Regions from separate parts of the Mus musculus genome. Here region 1 is linked to region 2. Evidence: chromatin contacts called from public HiChIP or PLAC-seq data. All regions are on one chromosome and are shown on one strand. The core of a region is the stretch at or near the end of the contact, and the rest is flanking DNA. Distances in the headings are between cores, read along the strand shown.

What was found. HiChIP or PLAC-seq counts read pairs in DNA pulled down with a chosen protein or histone mark.
Region 1: an H3K4me3 HiChIP or PLAC-seq map of bone marrow-derived macrophages shows a contact between it and region 2, with 4 times the contacts expected there. The contact joins two enhancer-like sites. A contact is called at or near these places in 3 of 15 datasets of contacts at CTCF or cohesin (CD8 T cells, the NIH/3T3 cell line and large pre-B cells), 7 of 484 Hi-C or Micro-C datasets (Sertoli cells, bone marrow-derived macrophages, cerebral cortex and 3 more), 11 of 115 datasets of contacts at active chromatin or transcription factors (CD8 T cells, the NIH/3T3 cell line, bone marrow-derived macrophages and 6 more) and 1 of 9 other capture datasets (bone marrow-derived macrophages).

What each region holds. Positions count from the first base shown.
Region 1 is chr3:9,945,610-9,950,570 of GRCm38.p6, forward strand. No RefSeq gene overlaps it. Among named protein-coding and RNA genes, the nearest start is that of Gm33273, 63 kb to the left of the region's middle. Within about 2 kb of position 2,027, at least 27 of the 459 cell types and tissues checked have an H3K27ac peak or open chromatin away from gene starts, as enhancers often do. A contact at or near this core is called in bone marrow-derived macrophages, where this site is marked.
Region 2 is chr3:9,748,399-9,753,224 of GRCm38.p6, forward strand. Pag1 (phosphoprotein associated with glycosphingolipid microdomains 1) reads right to left here. Exons shown (of 9, transcript NM_001195031.1): 3 at 4,015-4,088. Among named protein-coding and RNA genes, the nearest start is that of Pag1, 83 kb to the right of the region's middle. Within about 2 kb of position 2,908, at least 156 of the 459 cell types and tissues checked have an H3K27ac peak or open chromatin away from gene starts, as enhancers often do. A contact at or near this core is called in bone marrow-derived macrophages, where this site is marked.

The DNA of each region.
Region 1 (4,961 bases), core at 777-3,276, 200 kb after region 2:
ATAAGGTGAGCACGTTACCAAATGAACTACAGCCGCGGTTCCTGTTCCCCTTCGGATCACATGGCTGACAGAAGCTACGGTTTGATGTTCTGTTTGTCTTTGTTGGGGCATCACCATGCATAACACAAGCCCAGAAACTAAAATACAAATATCAAAAGCTGAAGTACTATGTCTATACAATCATAATTCACACTGCCATAAAGAAAAACAATGAAGTCCAACCATGTGAAGATGGAGATGATGTGTGTATACACACACTCATAGTTAAGTACTTAGCCATATAAACTGATGGGCTACTAAAATAAGAATGATAATTTCTTAGGATTAAGAGGAGACTTAAAATTTAATTATCTTTTAATCTAAAATAACATTTATCTATCATAACATTGGGTCACTAAAAATTCAAGTCAAGTAAGAGCTTCCGAACCACAGCATGCCTGACTGCGCTGTTATATGTGAGAAACATTTTTGCGTGGAATGCATAGGAATAGTTCATTGAACACGAGCAAGTAGCTGGGAAAACACGGTACGCTCATTCTGAAAAGCCCAGACACCATGATGGAGGTGAAGGTGGGATCCACTTCCTGAGTCTCCGTCTTCATGACGAGCTGCACCTAACATAGCAGGTCACAGTTCTGCTACTTCATGAAAACACTTGATGTCCTTGCTGTCCACGCTATGGCTTAGTACTTAAGTATCACATATTGTTACTGTGTGCCACTCAAGGATGCAACATTGCAAAACCACAATTATTCTTTTACATACATTAGCATGACATCAGAGTACAGTCAACAAAATCTTAAGACAGAGCCTTGACAATGGGTGACAAACGCTACTCTTTATTCAACGAGGCTCTGAATGCTTCTCATGTCACATTTTTATATTTTTTGCAATTACAAGTTCCTCTTTGTATTCACTGATAGCTTGTTTTCTGCTTGGGATTTTTTGTTGTTGTCCTTGCTGCTGTTGTTCTGTTAACCAAGGCTGGGGAGTTGGCCTGGGGCGGGAGAGAGTGCAGAGTCACAGTCTTTCTGAGGAAAAGAAACGCTTAGCCAAGGATTCTCATGGTTCCTGTGGCTATGTTGTGACCTGAACTCGACGTGACTCAGCCTGATGCATGTTGCCACTGTGTCCCTGTCGTGAACTTTCCATTTTCACAAAGGCCCCACTGTGTAGCAATTTGGTTAGAGCCATGTCTTAGCCAGGGCTACTGGAAGTAGTCCTGTAGAGTATCTGTGGCATTCAGTAGGATGGGTGGCTTGGATTTCTATTGCTGTGATAGAACATGACCATGAATAAATTGGGTTGGAAAGGATTTATTTCATCTTTTACTTCTGAAGTCACTCCATTGTTGCGGGAAGTCAGGCCAGGAACTTGGAGACCAGAGCTGATGCACAAACTGTGGAGTGGTGTTGCTTACTGGCTTGCTCCGTATGACTTGCTCAGCCTGCTTTCTTGTAGCACCCAGGACCGCCAGGCCAGCGCTGGCACTACTCATAGTTAGCTGGGCTCTCTCGCATCGATCATCAATCAAGAAAACGTACCTCAGGCTAATCTGGTCGGGACATTTTCTCAGTTGAGGTTCCCTCTTCCAAAACGACACTAGCTTGTTCAGGTTGATGGGAACAACTAGCTAGCAAGGTGGAAGATAATTCTAGCAGAGAAATTTTAGGCATCAGTGCTGTGAATGAGATGTAGATCTGTGATATTAGAGCAAAGTTTGGTGAGATTTACCTTAACTCACTTGAAGAACTGAATCACAAGACAACAGGGCAAAATCAGGCCCTGCACAGCTGTGTGTCTTCCTGTAAGATATTTGTACCTATTTAGTCTAATATAAGTACAGTATCTGCAGATCCAACACGATAAGAGGCGTGGTCAAAGTCAAGACCCCCAAGAAGACACGCCCCAAGGCAAACCATCCCAGATTTACTGGAGCAGATGGAGTGGAGAGTGCTGTGGCCACTAGAGACCAGAGATATCTTTTGTTTTCTTCGCTAGGATTACAACTCTCCCTGTGAAGGGCGAAATGGCGATCCAAATATGGATCCCTTCAATTTTCTTTCATGGACAATTACTTTGAATGTGTGTAAGGCTTGACTTCAAATAAAAACATTTCTATGCAAAATTTAATTACTTAGGAAGGATATTATTTCAGACTCGGATCTACTAAACTTGAAAGTGACAGCCATTTCTAGCCATTGCTAAGTGCCACGGCCACACCCAGGCAGAGCGCTCTCCAAATTGGACTGGTTCTGCCATCTAGTGGCACAGTTGATTAACTACAAGTAGTTGAGGCACTCCCTGGCTTGGCCTGCCCACAGGGTGAGAATTAAGTCTGCACTTAACATTGTGGAATTTGTTTCACCTCCTCACACATGTGACTTTGGAGAAGCTATAGAATATTGCTCCATGTCGGCTAGCTGAACTGTATAATGACGATAAGGAGCTATTGCATGGTTCTCATGAGGCACCTGTGCTTCACACATGGGAAACACTTAGCAGATTTCCTGACAGTGATGTGATTATATTTATAATTTTTATTCTCAAAATGCACGTCTTTGGCTGAGGCATGAGAAATCAAGTTATGAAAATATGAATGATTTTTAATAAATGATGTCTATAATACTGAATGCTTGGATGAAAATCAAGTTTATTTAGGCTCTCTATGCACAGCGCCAACACATGCATGATCTCCGTGACACTTGCCTCAAGCCAAGCTGTTCCCCACCTCATAGAGAGCGACTCCATCCCAGCAGAACACTCGATATGTGCATGCTAGTGTGCGCCTTCTTTCTCCCACTTACAGAACCTCAGTCTTTATATCCAGCTAGGTGTCGGCTTCCTGTACACACTTCTCCAGTGCTGTCAAGCAGACTTCAATCCTGCATAGTCCTTTTCTGTGCTGTGTGTTAGAGCATTTGACATGGTCAGGCTGTCGGTGAGGATTGGGTGGGATGCAGGCTGATGCAGACCCGGAGTGTGAAATGCCTGTCATGAGACATTGAGTGTTACCCTCATATACTCTATCATCACAATGCCTGACACAAAGACTTCACACAACACAGGTCTCATCAAAGCTGAGAGGGAAAAATGATTTTAGAGACAGGACCTCACATGTAGCTGAACCAGGCCTTGCATTTGCAACCATCCTGCCACAGTGCATCATGAGAAGGCCAGACTAAACTGGCCTGGTAGGTTGAATTGGTAGATTTGATACCTAAAAGTAATGCTATAATAATAATAATAATAATAATAATAATAATAATAATAATAGTCATTAAGAAACACCTAAAGATTACTAAAACATAAAGAAGCCACTTCCCCTTCTCAAGTGATATTGAAGTTTGACATATTTTTAAGCCTCGCTGGACTTGCATGCTCACAATAGCTGCTTCTGAGCAGCCCTGTACCCCCACACTTGTCTTTTGTTGTCTAGGTGTTTGGGGCTACAGGGATTACATAAGTTTTATCCCCAGTTCCTCTACATCTGAAGTATTGCTAAAATTTCCCCCATTGCACCACTACTCAGACTTTGCTGAGTGCGGTGGCATGATTATATATCCACAGAGCACATCTTTGGCCATGAGCCTTTCTTTCAGCTAGAAATACCTGCTTTCCAACCCAGGGTACAACATCTCTTGCCACCTCATCAGAATGACCCAACGCTATGTTTTATATGGGGAATGGTATAATAAACACAGTGTCTTGCCATCTGAATGGTCATAAGAGAATGGCTTTCGGCTTTCAGTGGCTCTAGGTCGCCTTTGTGAACTTGGCCCAGAAGATCCCGTAGCTATGAAGAAGGGCCTGGCGATGAGGCCAATGCGCCACCCAGTCTGGTCTGTGCTGCAAATCATCTCGTTTTAAAGTGAAATTACTCATAGTCGATATGTTCTATCTAACTTTATATCTTTCTCCAGAAACAATAATTTCTATGGTCGTGAATTTATTCACTTATACATTAAATTTTTAAATCTTACATATCTTGATGGATATTTACTCTGAGAATAACAAGATACTTATCTCTCCTTTCTTTCTTTCTTTCTTTCTTTCTTTCTTTCTTTCTTTCTTTCTTTCTCTCTCTCTCTCTCTCTCTCTCTCTCTCTCTCTCTCTCTCTCTCTCTACCTCCCTCCCTCCCTCCCTGCCCCCCTCTCTTTCTTTCTTTCTTTCTTTCTTTCTTTCTTTCTTTCTTTCTTTCTTTCTTTCTTTCTTTCTTTTTTCTTTCTTTTTTTTTTTGAGACAAAGTTTCCCTTTACAGCCTAGGCTGGCCTGGAGCTCAAAACAATGCCCCTGCCTCCACCTCTGAGTGCCAGGATTACAGATGTGTATCACAACTGCCTACAGCATCCATTCTTTTTTTTTTCCATTTTTTATTAGGTATTTAGCTCATTTACATTTCCAATGCTATACCAAAAGTCCCCCATACCCACCCACCCCCACTCCCCTACCCGCCCACTCCCCCTTTTTGGCCCTGGCGTTCCCCTGTTCTGGGGCATATAAAGTTTGCGTGTCCAATGGGCCTCTCTTTCCAGTGATGGCCGACTAGGCCATCTTTTGATATATATGCAGCTAGAGTCAAGAGCTCCGGGGTACTGGTTAGTTCATAATGTTGTTCCACCTATAGGGTTGCAGATCCCTTTAGCTTCTTGGGTACTTTCTCTAGCTCCTCCATTGGGAGCCCTGTGATCCATCCATTAGCTGACTGTGAGCATCTACTTCTGTGTTTGCTAGGCCCCGGCATAGTCTCACAAGAGACAGCTACATCTGGGTCCTTTCGATAAAATCTTGCTAGTGTATGCAATGGTGTCAGCGTTTGAATGCTGATTATGGGGTGGATCCCTGGATATGGCAGTCTCTACATGGTCCATCCTTTCATCTCAGCTCCAAACTTTGTCTCTGTAACTCCTTCCAAGGGTGTTTTGTTCCCACTTCTAAGGAGGGGCATAGTGTCCACACT
Region 2 (4,826 bases), core at 1,658-4,157:
GATGTGTAAAGGAGCCAAAAGTATAATACTCTGATTATATGGAATATTGTATTATTTTTTATACTTTGAAATGGATACATCAATTTAATGAAAAGGTATCTCAAAATTATTATTGTGTTTGAGAAACATTAACACTTGAAAATATTATAAACAGTCTACAAACATCATGGAAATATAATTATTGAAAGATTTTCTTATTGTGTATGAATTAGCATTTAAAATAATTAATTATTTTATTTATTTACAATCCAAATATTGTCGCCTTTCTGGTCCCCCACCCCAGAGTCCCTCACCGCATACCCCCCCTATTTGTCCTCTGAGAGTGTGCTCTCCCATACTCTCACTGTCTCATCCCCACCCGCATCTCTACAGACTCTACACCTCCTTCCCGCCCCCGGCATCCCTCCTCTCTGGACTATCAAGTCTCTACAGGGTTATGGGCATCCTCTCGCAGAGGTCACACAGGGCAGTCCTGTGCTAAATTTGTTCTGGTGACCACTGACCAGCCCATGTTTGCTCTTTTTACTAAGGCTGGACATTAATAATAACAAAATGAACATTTTTGTAATATTTGATTTCAAAGGGTTTTTCCTATTTTGATATTTTTAAAATTTTCTTACTGATTACATAAATTCTCTCATAGAAACATGGATAATCTTTTAAAGTAAGCTATTAGACAATTTATACAGACATATAACACATTTTGAATACTCTCACTCTATGTTAGGTGGTATTGTATAATGGTTTTTAATATATTACTTAATGATTCTCTAACATTTTATGTTCTTCTACTATGTTTAATTTCCAAAGGTTATTTTAAATGTTCTGAAACATAATTTAGTATCAAGCATTAGAAGTAGGATCCAGAGTATGGGCATTATTCAATATGATTTAACGATATTTTTAGGGTACTAAAGAATATGAAAAGTTGAATGAAATATCTTGATGCATTATTCAATTCTTAAAATACTTAATATGATTAGGATATTTAATATACAATAGAAAATTCAAATAATAAAACATTTTAAGGAGAAAAAAAAGACTCCTTTGAACACACCTTGGGAGGGTCTGGGTTAAGATGAGACCCCAGGAATCAGGTGAGGAACGGAAATGGCCACATGTTATCGGCTGACACATCAGTGTCAGCTGCGGTGCTCTTGAAGGTGGTAAGTCACAATGTAGTAAGGAGCCCAGTCTCCCAGTGAGGGCACTGGGCCTGTTGGGAATCCTGTGCAGTCACCTGTGGTACAGTGTACCATGAGGGTCGTGACGGAAATGTTGGAATTTTGTTTTTTAATGATCATGTGCCCACTGTAGACAGAAGAAGACTATAAATTATTTTTCTACAGACGTAAGCACAATCAGACAAAGGCCATGCTTCCAAACACGATGATGGACCATACGGTGTACGCCTCCGTGGAGGTGACTGTTTACAGGTTGTTCACAGATCCCGCTCAGCGGGCTCTGGTCCGGTCCAGGGGCCCCGATGATGGTCAGTTACACACACACTAAGCCAGATCCCACAGCTGCTGGACGCCAGCGCTGACTCTGCTCTTGCCTCTCAGGTCCTTATGGACTCTGAACTGCTGAATCCCCAGTTAAATGGGCATCCTCACCATCACACCAGGGTAGCTATGCAGATTATCCCGCCCTTCCCAGGAGCCATAAATTATCTGTCAAACAAGAAAACACCATGCAGCCTTTGGGGTGGTTTCTGTCATAACCATTTCTCTTCACAGTGGGTAAGGATGCCTTGCCCCAATGTTCACACAACACCCTTCTTCTCTTCCCTTCAGGTCAGCTGCAGCTAAAAGGATCTAGCTGCCTGTGAGCTCCTTCCTATCCCTGTCCCTTTTATGATGAGCTGTGCTCACAGGTGTGAAAAGCCAGGAGCCAAGGACAGTGACACTGCTCAGGCCTGGAGTCTCAGTGGTTCTAGGAGCCTCAAGAGAAACAATGATAGGCCAGCAGGTCCTCTGAAGGTATCCTTGCCACACAAGCAACACCTCCACAGACCGCCAGACACAGGCAGGAGTGGCTGGCCCTGCGTCTCTCGTATGCCTCCATACAATGCCATATTCTACCCCACACCCTCAGCAATCCTGTATATTTATATAAAAATTTTATATTAAAAACAGGTTATCTAAAATGCATCCATTGGAATAAAAAAAGGAGGTGGAGAAGGTTGAAGAGCTTAGTTATTTTTATTGGTATCTGTTATTCAGTCCCAAACACTGTCATATCAATGTACTCCTCTATGTCCTGCCTATGCTCACCCATCACCATCATTATTACCGTGGTTTGTAATAGTCAGGATGCAATGCAGACTCTCAGCACACCAGGCACATTGCTGCCGCTGAGCTCTAGCTCCTGTCCTCCTTTCACACAATCCAGATTGCAGAAACTCCTTCTGAAGTTGGGGTCTTTAAAAGTTATGCACGTTCTCTGTGTGTCACACCGCGGGTGGTACTCTCACCGTGTCCCTGCCATACACTGATTACTGTCTGCACATAATTGTTCCCAGGAGCTCCAAGCTAACACTGCTGGCACTGATAGGAGTGCTGATGTACAAGGAGCAAGCCTCGAGGCTGTCTGCAGCGCGCAGGATGTCTTTCTGAATTTCTAGGATTGAAATGCTTGATGCCACAGCTTAGATGGGCACCCTACTCTCATAAGGACCTTTTATGTAATACATGCATAATGCAGTGTGAAGAAAGGAACCAAGGAAAATGTTTTCCTAAATTATAACTTGCATCTTGGTAATGAGAAGCTATTAAAATGTATTTAAAAAAAATCCCCAAGCTGATGTGTTTCTTAGAATTCAGCGGTTCCCACTGCTCTGCTCGCATTCTGTATGCACAGCAGAGATCCCTGCCAAGACTATTACAGTGAGCAAACAATGTCCTCTCTGTCAGAGCCGAGAATGAATAGTATCACAAAATTCTCTTCCAACTTACAGCCTACACTTCCCCCAACCCTTCTGAGAACTGCCAGGGAGGGGGAGGCCAGAAGCTGGCTCTCCCCTTCCATCTGAAACTGCTTTCCACAACACCAAGGGTGGAATAATGCCAGCCATATATGATCTTCTAATCAGAGAAAGCAGACAAGAAGATTTCAAATCTAGTTGTGTATTGTTTCATCCCTGCGGATGTGAGTACACAGACACTTTGTAAGGAAAAAGGAAGCGCTTTATCAGATAAAAATCTCAGCCTAGTGAAAATAGCCCTATGCTAAAAACTAAACAGCAAAAGAGGAATTTCATAGAAATGATAGAGCAGTTTGTGTTCAGGGCCTAGGAGGCGAGTCACGAGTGCTGAAGCTGACAATGGGCTCTACTGCTGCCTGTAAGCCTTGGTGCCTACTAAGAATATGATTCACAAAGGGAGAGCCTGGAGCTATTCCTGTGGATGTGCAAGGTGAGGGTGGCCCACTCCACTAGGATCTGAGGTCTGCCTGTGTCTCCCCCTCAGCTCCTCTTTAGAAGTGGTATTAAGGACATTATCTTCTAAAATGAGACATTTATAAAGCATTTTGTATGAACCACTGAAAGGCTAACTTGGTGTGCATTTTCAGGGACCCCCCCCCCCACGCAGAGATTTCTTAAATTCTTTTCTTATTTGTTAAGTCTTAGTTGGTACAAAGCATTGGTCCAGGATCACCTGCATGACACATACAGAATGGATACTTTATTTGACCTCTAGTTAGAATCCCTCCACTATTTCATCATAAAGGAATGAATGCAATTTTCAGTCTAAACACTAGGACTCTCCCCGCTCCCTCTTTTCCCACACACTTGCTGCCCAGTCCCATGACCTCCCAGGGCGGGATGGTCTTCTTCTGCTGATACTTTTAGTGAGGCTGCAGACGGAAGCACCAGCCTCCCTTTCTTCTCTCTCCCCCTTTCACTCAGCCCTAGTCTGCAGCAGACAGACCATCAACTCTCCATGCTCCCACTGTCGTCTGAAACTGCAAGGCATGTGTTCCCTCCCTTCTTCCTATGACGGCCACAATTACCTTGGAGAAACGGTTGTCCAGAAGAGGGTTTCGTTCACGTGTCAGTATGCTGGGGTTCTCTCTTCCTTCTTGGCCTGTAACCAAAAAGAAAGAAAGAATGTCTGGGGGGCAGGGAAGGCATGTGGACAGGCTGTGAAAGACGCCTGCCAGCTTGCTGTAGAAAACGCTGGCCTGCGGATCAGACCCTGAGCTCCACATTCCTCTTCAAAGAGGCCGTAGTTTTAACTTCTAAACCAGTGAAAGTGCTGGCGGTACTCAAAACATACAAGGCTTTTCCCCCTGAAGTAACAGCCATGTTATCATTGGATCAAATATAAAGCAATTGACTTTTTTTTCCTCAAAGTCTTTCTAGTTTGTGACAGATAAATCTGTAAATTACCATATTACAATTAAAATCAAGTAAGTGCTACCTACATTTGAGATAAAAACTCAGAATTTATATGAAAAGAACATTCCTGCTTTTGGCGTGGTAAGCCATGACTCAGTTGACTCTTTCCCATAGAAAGGAGGCTGTGTGACTGTCAGGAGCCACGGGCATGCGGATATAGCCTGTGCTCGTTCCATCTTCACCCCACTGTGGAAATGAGAGAGGCAACTGTAGGAAGGCAAGCCCCTCATTGCCGACTCATCAGCTCCCACATCCGGCCACTGGCCCAACCCTTCTCCCATCTTGCATGATTCCTCTCCACCCCAGTTTACATTCTACAACAAATGTCATCTATACTGAATATTTAGTGTACTTAAAAATGATTTATATGTGTGTGAGTGCGTGTGTGCATGTGCGTCCACAGGTCATCTGTGTGGGTGCCAGT